Regions from separate parts of the Gossypium hirsutum genome. Here region 1 is linked to region 2. A link is a contact called in public Hi-C data. All regions are on one chromosome and are shown on one strand. Each heading gives the region's core, a stretch centred on a gene start, on an enhancer-like site or on the middle of the called end of the contact. The rest is flanking DNA. Distances are from core to core; before and after follow the strand shown.

What was found. Hi-C and Micro-C count contacts between places; a contact is called where the count stands out from the background.
Region 1: a contact with region 2 is called in a Hi-C map of hypocotyl, with 4 times the contacts expected there. The contact joins the promoter of LOC107931926 here to the enhancer-like site in region 2. A contact is called at or near these places in 7 of 34 Hi-C or Micro-C datasets (hypocotyl and leaf).

Annotation. Positions count from the first base shown.
Region 1 is chrA08:624,507-629,767 of Gossypium_hirsutum_v2.1, forward strand. It overlaps LOC107931926 (arogenate dehydratase/prephenate dehydratase 6, chloroplastic), which reads right to left and starts at 3,256. Exons shown (of 1, transcript XM_016863887.2): 1 at 213-3,256. The coding sequence starts at 1,694. The coding sequence ends at 402.
Region 2 is chrA08:567,227-572,634 of Gossypium_hirsutum_v2.1, forward strand. No RefSeq gene overlaps it. Among protein-coding and RNA genes, the nearest start is that of LOC107931934, 14 kb to the left of the region's middle. Within about 2 kb of position 3,180, at least 1 of the 9 cell types and tissues checked has an H3K27ac peak or open chromatin away from gene starts, as enhancers often do. A contact at or near this core is called in hypocotyl, where this site is marked.

The DNA.
Region 1 (5,261 bases), core at 2,006-4,505, 57 kb after region 2:
AAGTTAATGTAACAATAAAATTATATTTTAATTCTTAAAATAATCGCTTTATCGACTGATTTAACTGATTACATACCTCTGATTTATCCTTTATTTAGGAGTCTAATCGGACCGACTTGAAATTTAAAAACAAAAAAAAAAAAGAAAAGGAAGAAGAATAGAGTTGGATGAGATGATATTCACATTTCAAGCACAAAAAAGAAGAACAAACATTGAAAGGACTTAAATTGACTATATTTACCCAACAATATCAACAACAATAATGTCATTTTTGGTTGTTGTTGAATTAAAAATGATGATAATAACAAAAAAGAAAAAGAAATAAATTAAAAATTAAGTTCAACAAATTTTTTTTTTGTGCATATTATTTTGTTTTTTCTTATTTTTTATTTTCATGGGTTTCAACTGGATGGGCACCAAGGCGTCATATCCATTGGGTAACTGCCTAATACCCTCAAGAAAGAGGTAAATTCTTGAACCTCCGCCAACGCGTTTTGAGCTCTGACCTCCGCCATTGACGCTTCGAAATCCACGTAAAACATGTATTCGAAATGCTTCGCGGTTCCTACATTGGCGTCGTCGACTAGCCGGATAGGCCGGTTACGGTGTGGCCGTGACTCGATCTTCGTCAAACTGATGTTCCTAAACGCGAACGCCGACAACACTTTGAAAAGCACGCTGGTTCCTTCTTCGTGTGCGAAGACGATGCTCGTTTTGAACGGCCGGTCCGTGCGTGGAATGATCGGATCACGAGCTAAAATAACGAAGCGCGTGACATTGCTTGAATCGTCTTGGATCCCGTCGGCGAGGACGTTGAGTCCGTAGAGTTCGGCGGCGCGTGCGCTCGCTATGGCTGCTGTGTCACGGAGGTTGTTCGTCGCGATATATTCGGCGGCTCCGGCTGTATCGTCGACTGCTTCGCGCGTGACGTTGAGGCCGAGTTTGGTGATAGTGTTTTCACACTGTGACAGAGCTTGTGGATGAGAAATGACGCGCGTCAAATACTCTGTCCTAACTCCCGGGAGAGCTAAAAGACAGTGATGGACAGGTAATTGAACTTCACCGACGATATGGAGTCGGTGACGGAGGAGAAGATCATAGTTCCGATGAATCGAACCTCCGAGTGAATTTTCCACCGGTAAAACAGCTCGATCAGCAATCCAAAGCTCAACCGCTTGAAACGCAACTTCAAACTGGTCACAAGGAATAGCTTCACAATTTGGATAAGCTTTCCCCGCCGCAGCTTCCGAGTAAGCACCGGGAACTCCTTGATAAGCCACACGCAACTGAGAACCGTGCTTCGGAGCAGGAGACAAATCGGTAATAGTTAACGGCTTCTGTGGAGGCTGTTTAGCAGGTGGCTGAGGCTTGTTCTTCTTATCTAGCGGAACTAAGTTCAGATCCAAGGAAGTTTTATGGCCGTTAACTGCCGCCGCCAGGTGATCGGAGGCGGAGGAAGTGTTCGATTTCTCACCGGAATCTTGATCCTGAGAGAAGACTTTGCTAGACAAAATAGCACACGAGCTTTGCCAATCCACCCGGCTTGAACGGACTCCATTGGGGAATGGAACTGAATCAGAGTGATACACACAACGTACAGGTACAGCTAACCGAACCGGCTTATCAAACCGAGGCTTCGACCGGCGAATTATAAGGTACGAATTAAGATTTTGCACTTGAGAAATTGCCTGCATTTTTCCTTCTCGTTTCCCTTTTATTAAAAATCACACAGAGGAAAGCAAAGGAAAGACGAAGGAAAGGAAAGCGTTAAAATTTTAGTATTAAGAAAAGCTTGTTGTTCTCTTTGGAAGAAGGGAACGTCAAGCTGAGAAGAAAGAAAGAGGGAGAAGGGAATTTATATTAAGAAAAGGGCCTGCCAAGTTGGTTCGGTCAAATCTCACACCTACCCCCTGGCACCTTCTCTTATTATTATTATTTTTTCAAATTAAAACAAATATGTAAAAAATTTGTGTCTATATTGGAGTTACGAATACATTATTGTAAGGTTAAATTTTTTCATAACTCCTTATACTCTTTACAAATTTGAAATTTAGTCCTTGTCCTTTTATTTCTAATAATTTAATCTTTTAGATTTCTAAATTCAGGTCTAATTATTAATATTGTTAATTTTTATTGTTGGTATAACATTTTAAAATAAAAATATTATTCACGTGGTAATGAACTTGAATTTAACAAAATAATTTTAACGATATTAATAATTGGACCTAAATTTTGAAATCTGAAAAGTATAGGAACTAAACTCCGGATTTATGAAGAGTATAATGACTTATGGCATATTTTAACCTTATTGTATTCGTATTTGATTTTTATATTTAGAGTTAACTGAATCATATATCCCTAAATTATACCATCATTTTAAATTAGTCCTCAAACTTTAGAACGTTTTAATTACATCCCCAAACTATCAAGACTATATCAATCATGGCATGCCAAATCTTACGTAACTAAATTTAAAATGATAACTTTTTAAAAAAAATAAGGCATTGCAACATAACTTTTAAAAGTAAAAACTAATAATAAACTAAAACTGAAAAAATAGAAAATGAATAATAAAACATCCATAAATACTTTGAAAACCTCAAAATTAATATTTTTACAAAATTTATTTTAACAATATTAATTTTTTCTTAAAATTTTTATTTTAGATTAATAGTTAAATTAATGATTTTAGCAATAGAAAGATTTGATTGATATAATATTAATAATTTGAGGATATAATTAGAATGATTTGAAATTTGAGGACTGGTTTAAAATAAAAGTCATAAAAGATTTTGATAACAAAATATTTCGTATAATTATTTTATTAAAATAATAAATACCTTAAACACAAACCTTTCAAGAAAAAAAACTCCTTTCTTTAAATATCAATAATATTTTCTTTTGATGTAAGTGTACGTATTTATTGTTTTTACTCAATTCACTTCTTCCGTATATTAGGGTTAATTACATAAAAAGTCTTCAAATTGTGGTTCAACTTCTAAATTAATTCTTGCATCCACCAAGGCATGGATTCATATCCTGCTATGCATAAACTCTTCCCTTTTTATAGTTTGGTTTGTTTTGATTTCTCTTGTGGTTCTCGGCCCAATTACGTGGATTGCCCCTAATTTGTAGGTATGAACCCTTTCGACTTTCGACACCTCAATGTAAACTCTTCCCTGGAGCACCTCATTTTTGAGGGACGTCTCTGGACCTTCCCTTGGGAAATACAATACCTTATTTGATGACGATAGTACTGACAATTATATAAAGGTTTGCATGGTAATATACTCAATATCATTATCAATATCGTGTCATTTAAGTCATTCATCCGCTTAACCATTGGCATGGGCAAGGGTGAATACAAGAAATGCATGTAAGTAGAGGCGAAGCCAGAAATTTTTTTTTAGGAGGCCCGGATGAAATTTTAGTTTTTTATAGTTTAATCTTTATAATTTGTAAATGATTAAATCAAATTTTTATAATTTTAGGAGGTAAAATGTAATTTTACTTTTACTAATTTAAATTTTTAAAAAAATTAAGGGCCTAAAAGTTAATTTTACATTTTAGGGGGGCCGGAGCCCATGCCAGCCCCCCTGGCTTCACCCCTGCATGCAAGGGTCCTATCTCCGTCCCCCAAATGTCCAAATGGAAAATTATAATTTAGCTCATTTAAAAATGATAAATTTACGAGTTAATGTAAATAAAATTGCACCTTGTTATATGATTATAATAATAACCTGACCCGAAATCCAACCCAGGGTTCGACTCTTATTATATAATAAGATTCTACAGACATCTTAAAAGGGGATTGACTTCTTCTTCTCTACTGTTGAACCAGAATCTCCTCCATCTCCAGATCCTTTGATCCATCTCAAGGGGGGTCAACTTCTTCTTCTCTATTGTTGGACTAGAATCAAAAAATGTTTAAAATATTTAGTCCCTTTTAAAATGATGAAATCAAAAATTAACACATGATAAAATTATATTTTGACCTTTAAAAAATTTACGATTCAATTTTGGCCCCTAAAAGAACTTCCAAATTCACCCATGATCATAGGCCTTTTACAAGTATATCCAAATTTAACATGGAATATATTTAAAATATATGGATTAAAACATAAAAATATGTACCTACTATACAAGCATAAAACATATTTAGAATATATGAATCAAATTGTAAATATTTATATTCTTATTGTATAAGTAACTTGAATCCGACCATTCGAAGAGGAAAAGAAAAATCTCTTAAATTTCACTCGCATTGTAAGTTTTTTTTTTAACTCAAATTATTCATTTGATCATTAAATAATTGAATATATTTTTATTATTTAAATAATAATTTGGGTCGAATAAATACAGAAAAAAAAATTGGACTTAACATAGTTGTGATAAGTCCATGTATTGTCTGCCCAAAGATGGGCCAAAAGTACTAAGGACCATTCGGGCATCACGTGAGGAGGGGTCCCAACTCCGAAGGCAAAGGCCTAGGGATAGGAGAGTCTTTTGCTTTGTTTTTTTATTTAATTTGAAAAAAAAATTATTTATTTTATTTACGGTTTAAGGGAATTTGTTTGTTTTTATTTTCAATTTTTCCTTAATTTTTTTATCTTATTATTTTATCAGGTTATGAAAATGTAATTTTACACTTTTACATGATAGACTATGTTATCTTGTTATACGCTATTCAATATTCAATAGACTTTTTTTTATCAATACAAAAACGTTAAACTTCATCGCATCTTTAAGATTTATTTGTCAATAATTTTTTTGTACACCAAGCTTCGAGCTAGGGTTAAAGCTCGACATTATATTAAAGATACCAATATTATTGAATTGAACATAGGCTTTTGAGCTTAGAGCTTCGTAAGATTTTAATTGAGTCTTTAAAACATTAATATTTTATTAATCAAATCTTTCTATTAGCCTGGTCATTAGCTTGAATGTTAAACGCTAACTCAATCTGACATAGATAATATCTAAAACTTGCAAATCAATTTATAAAGATGTGTATACATATTTAATGAATAATTTACATATGACGTGTTAAATATTATCAATCTTAAATTTTATTGATACCAGCGTAGTTAATACCACATTGATGGATGTATTGTTTTTATTTTAATATTGATATGTGTTGGTATATGTGTTTTGACGTATTGTTTTGAGTTTTTTTTAAATATTTTTAATATATACATATAAATATATTTGTATGCAAATATGAGTTTTAAATTATTAATTTAGTTTAAATAAATGATTAT
Region 2 (5,408 bases), core at 1,930-4,429:
TCTACCGTTAAAAATTGGTCCTCGTACGTTAGAATGAGGTACATGAAGCACGACATGTGTAACTATTTGGTTATTTTGTTAGGAATTTTTTAACATAAGAGATTAGTTTGCTCTTTGATCTAAACATATAATGATTAAATTGCTCAATTTTTGAGTGAAGGAGAGAAACTGCAATGTGACGTTAAATACAAGGGTCTCCATGGTAATTTTACCTTGTTTAAGCTTTAGTTTTTATGTTTGTTTTTTAGTTTGTTTTGAACTTCTAATGTATATAAATTAGATAGTTAATATCTTTATTATGTTATTGCTTTTACATTTTTGTTTTGTTTCAATACTTTGTATATGGAATTATGAATTATCTAATAAGAAAATATTGGAAGGGTTAATTTTGTTTAGTTAAAATCGAAATTATTTTGTTTTGCTTAATTAATCTCTAATAATTTGGTTCTTCAAACCGTGAATACAACATACCTACTAAACGATGAGCACAAAAATCAAATCATAAATGGCATTTGGAATTGTTTGGTCTCATTGTTCTACCCATTACATGCCATGGTTGTCATAAAAATTCATTGGAAAGGATTGCAAAATTGGTAGGTACTAGAAGTACTAAAGGTGCATTCCCATGATCAATTGCTAATAACATCATCTTAGCCTCGCCATCCTCAAATCTACACTGAGTCTAAAATGAGCCATGCCCCATTGGTTAAAAAAAAAACCATATTTGCATTTAAATGAATAAACCAGTTTCAAGAACAAGAGGATAAGCAATGTTGGAGTTTTGGACACCCCATCTCCACAAAATGCAAACGTGAAGGAGTCTCTTCTGTTTGCTATCAACATCTCTTTTTATTGCTTGAAAACACCCTCTTTTGTTTTGTTTTCCAAATAAAGGGTATCATCATTATTACACCTCCAAACTCAACATGTTAATATTTGTGTGTGCTTTTCCACTCAAGAACATGGGGTGAATGAGACAACAAATCATGGGAAACCCTGTCTTAATATGGCAAATGGAGCTGTACGGTTGCATGAACTTCTGCTTTTGATGTTCGACTTTTTCCCTTTTTTTTGAACTTTCAATTCAATTGTAAGAAATAATGGTAAAAATACAATTGAGATTTTTGTGTTAATAGTCGAATTGTATTTTATCCCCTCTCTACTCAAAAAATAATAAATTAGTCCCCGTACACTAGATCAAAAAGTAAAAGTCTTTCTGTTAAATTTTTATCTATTTATATTGTTAAAAATTGGTCCTATACTTCAGAATGAGGTATACGTGACACGTCACATATAATTGTCTAGTTATCCATACTAATTTTTAATAGTAGAAATGGATGAAATTTTTAAGAGAAAGGAACCGGTTGTTCTTTGATTTAACATACAAGGACTTTGCCTCCTTTTTTAATATAGAGAACAAAATGTAATCTTACTCTTAATACATAAACCTCTACAACACTTTTACCAATAAATAATATCAAAAGATGAATTAGGTAAATTTATTTGCATGTCGTGTATTTCGAATTAGGTAAATTTTGGTTTTAGCTCAAATTAGGGATTTAGTTTTGTCAAGGAATTTATGAGAATTAAAATGTAATTTTATCATTCTTGAGGATCAAAGCATAATTTCATCATATGTTAACTTATAACTTTACAAATTTAAGAGGGTTTAAGAGGTAAATTCCCAAATTTGAGATCAATTTAGAATTTGTACTATAATTTAGGGACAATTGATGTAATTAATCCCTTTAATTTGAGATCAATTTAGTGACATGTAATTAGTCTTTGACTAATTAATTAAATAAATCATTAAAAATATTAAAAAATTATTCAAACGAGTTTTTAACTCAATGCAATTAATTTATATTAATTTACAGCTCAACCGATTTAAAATTTTTCTTTAGACTGACAGTTGAGTTAATTCTAAGTCTAACCAATCCTTCTTTCATATAACCATGATTAAAATAGCATATAAGGTGGACCCATTTAACACACGTCTTAATGTGATATGTTAGATCTTATTTAGTAAAAGAACTCTTATAATAACAAACTTTTATCTGCTGTCGGCAGAAATTAATAATCTGACTAAAGAAAAATATTGCAAAAATAATATTGGAGCATTCGGAAAGATGCACCTTACTTTTTTTTATTTTTTTGGTTTGTTCAAGAAAATGGAATAATAATTCGATATGGGGAAATTATCATTTTTAAAGAAATTAAAAAAACTAAAATAGCAAAGAAGGTCAATATTTGCTAAAAAGATGTCAATTTAGAAGATTGAAAAAGTAGCATAAATCATGGGAATTCAAATAATTCGATTTTTGCATATGAAGTCATCATTAATAAAATTGTTAATTGTATGGTTAAAATAAATTTTGATATTAGAAAAAATCTGAAGGTGTTTGAGGATATCTCAATGAAAGTGTTAACAATTTCTCTTATTATTAAAGCAAGTGCTAGTCTTGCTAAAAAAGTCATTGTGTAGTTAATTTGTAGTCAGTTCGATTCCTTTCACAAACAAAAAACGACATTTGTTAGAGATTATGTGATTTGAATCCCGTCACTTGTTGAAAAAATAAACACAGTAGCAAAATAAGAAGGTCTGTATAGAACTATTCTTCTTCTATTTGACTTTGATTAAAATAGGATTTTTAACCCTTTAATAGATGTAGTTGAAATTCCTCTTGCATCAGTCGTTTTTCAACATTAGCGAATTTCTCTACCTCTGCAAATGATTTTTTTCTCAAAAGAATTTTTACGTAAAATCTGTGTATTCTTTTTTTTCTTTTTTTATTACTTTGTATATTTTTACCAGTATTATCAATATTTATTATAACAACATTTACGAGTTTCACTTTAAGTAAATATATAAATTTTATTTTAGAATTGTTTTGTTTTGTTAATTAATTAGTCTAATTTGTTATCATGGTTAAGTATTCCAATTAGAAGTTTGATGTGTGTTTTTCTAAAAAGCTATTCTGTCATTTATTTTTCCAAATCATAAATTAACCAAAACTTAGGATAATGTTTATTAATATGGATAGTATTAATTTAAAATGGTTGGGTATAATGGATATTCTTTTTTATGGCTAATAAAAACAAATGGTAGTTGTAAGAATGAATGATGGAAAAAAAAAAGATTAATTGAAATTAGGGTTAGATGCCCCATTGTCATAATGGTAGGTCACCAATGTCTAACCTTTTGGGACATTATTTTCTTGATGAGCCTTAGCTTTTCCAATCCTAGAAGGAAGCTCCTTGAGCCACCAAGAAAGTTATATATTATTTATAATATATATTGGTATATGGTATCAACGGTGGAGGATTGTTGATACATAGTATCAATGATGGAGTTCCAAGAAGGGAGAAGAGTTCTAGTTCAGGAGAAGAGAGGTAGAAGATAATAAAGATGGGTTTTTTTTCCGTACCCTTCTCAAATGAAGTGTTTGGGGCTATTTAAACTATGGATATTTCAAGTCGGATCCCAAGTCGGGTTTTTATATATTTTATTATTATTGTATAACAATATATAATGAAGAAAGAATGTAATTGATGAGAGGTGTTTTTATATAATTCTTTCTTTCTTTTGTATTTTTGGAGTCTATTCTAGTTTAAAACAATTTGTAATGCAGTATGTATTGTTCCGTGTATGTATTGTTCCGTTTGAGTAAAAGTATTGTATCGTGGGAATAATATATCTTGATCGTTCTGCACACGAAGGGAAAATAACTATTCTTAAGATAGTTTCCTAGAAACATCTTGTCTTTACAAAATATCAATTTCGGATCTAACCAATTTTTTTATACAACATGTACAAGCCCAAATTTCTGCCCGGCCCACTAACAAAAGAGCCCAATACCCACAAACCCAATACCCACAAACCCAATACCCACAAACCCAATTACCATGCCCCCCATCACCTACCCTCTGCCACCGCCACCAACTCCGCCGTTCACCTACTTTCTGCCACCGTCCCATCACCCCACTTGCCTGCAAAGAAGAAAATCACGCAAAGAAGGACAAAACAGTAGCAGAGATAATGAAAATGGTAAAATGGCTATTTAAAAGCCGTTCAAACAGAAAAGAAGGAGATTTTTTTTTTCGGTAAAAAAAAACCGATTGAAAAGCCATTGTGGGGGATTCTATTCGATCTCCTTTCCTTTTGTAACGTTTTACAGAAATAAGAAACAAAAATCAAAGGTGATTCCCGACCCTTTCCGTTTTCATATCTTACCATTTTATTTTACTTTTTCTGTTTTTGTTCATCTATTTATACTCATATAATAAATAATAATAAAAAAGGGAGAGGGAAATTCACCGAGGGGAGGCGATTCGGCGAAAAAGGGGCAACTTTTGGTCTCCCCGCCGCCGTGCACGGCGGTGCCGGCGCCGGCGACCGGCGGCCGGTGCGACGGTCAATGGCCGGACCTCTGACTGGTTTCCGAAAAAGGGAGAGTGACTTGAGAGGAGTTTTTGTTTTTTTTCTGGAGAAGAAGAGAAGAATGAAAAATTTTGAAAAAAAATTAGTTTAAATAGGCTTCCAAAACGACGTCGTTTTGGGCGGTCTGCTCAGCACCAAAACGACGTCGTATTGAGCTCTGACCCGCGCGGTGACCCGACCCAGGGGAAGGATCCGCGTGTTTTCTTTAAATGGGATATTTATGCGCGTAGTCCCTCCGACTTGGTAGCGCGTTGCAATTTGGTCCTGTTTCGCTATTTCCCATTTTTCAATTTCGCCCCAGAATTCTGTTTTTGTTCTATTTTGACCCTCCGCTGCGCTGCGTTTTAGGGTTTCGGGGTATTTATGATTTTGGTCCCCCCCTTTTCCGCGCATATTACATTTTGATCCTTTATTCCGTTTTATTTTTTTATTTCAGCCCTGAGATTTCGTTCCCGTTTTGAATTAGTCCTACTATTATTATTATTATTATTATTATTATTACTACTACTACTATTGTTATTATTACCTATTTATTCATATTAATTTTATTTAAACTTCTGGTACATATATACATTTATATATTTTACAACTTATGTACATATCTATACATTTATATATATTTTCATTTTCCTAAAAATATACATGTTTATACATAATCTTTATAGTTTAAAATATACCTTTTTTTATAAATCCGTATATACACACATGTTACTATTAATTTATATACATACATATCCTTTTATTTTATAAGTATATATATATTTTTATATGTACGTACATACATATTTTTGTATATCTTAATTTACATAAATACATATATACATTTTCAATATATTTTTTAAACATGTATCAAAATTAACGTATTTATTCGTATACATACGTATATTTTCATTATTTTTAAACTTTAATTTGTACATACATACTTTCTTTTATTTTTCAACACATATATGTACTTACTTTTATATGT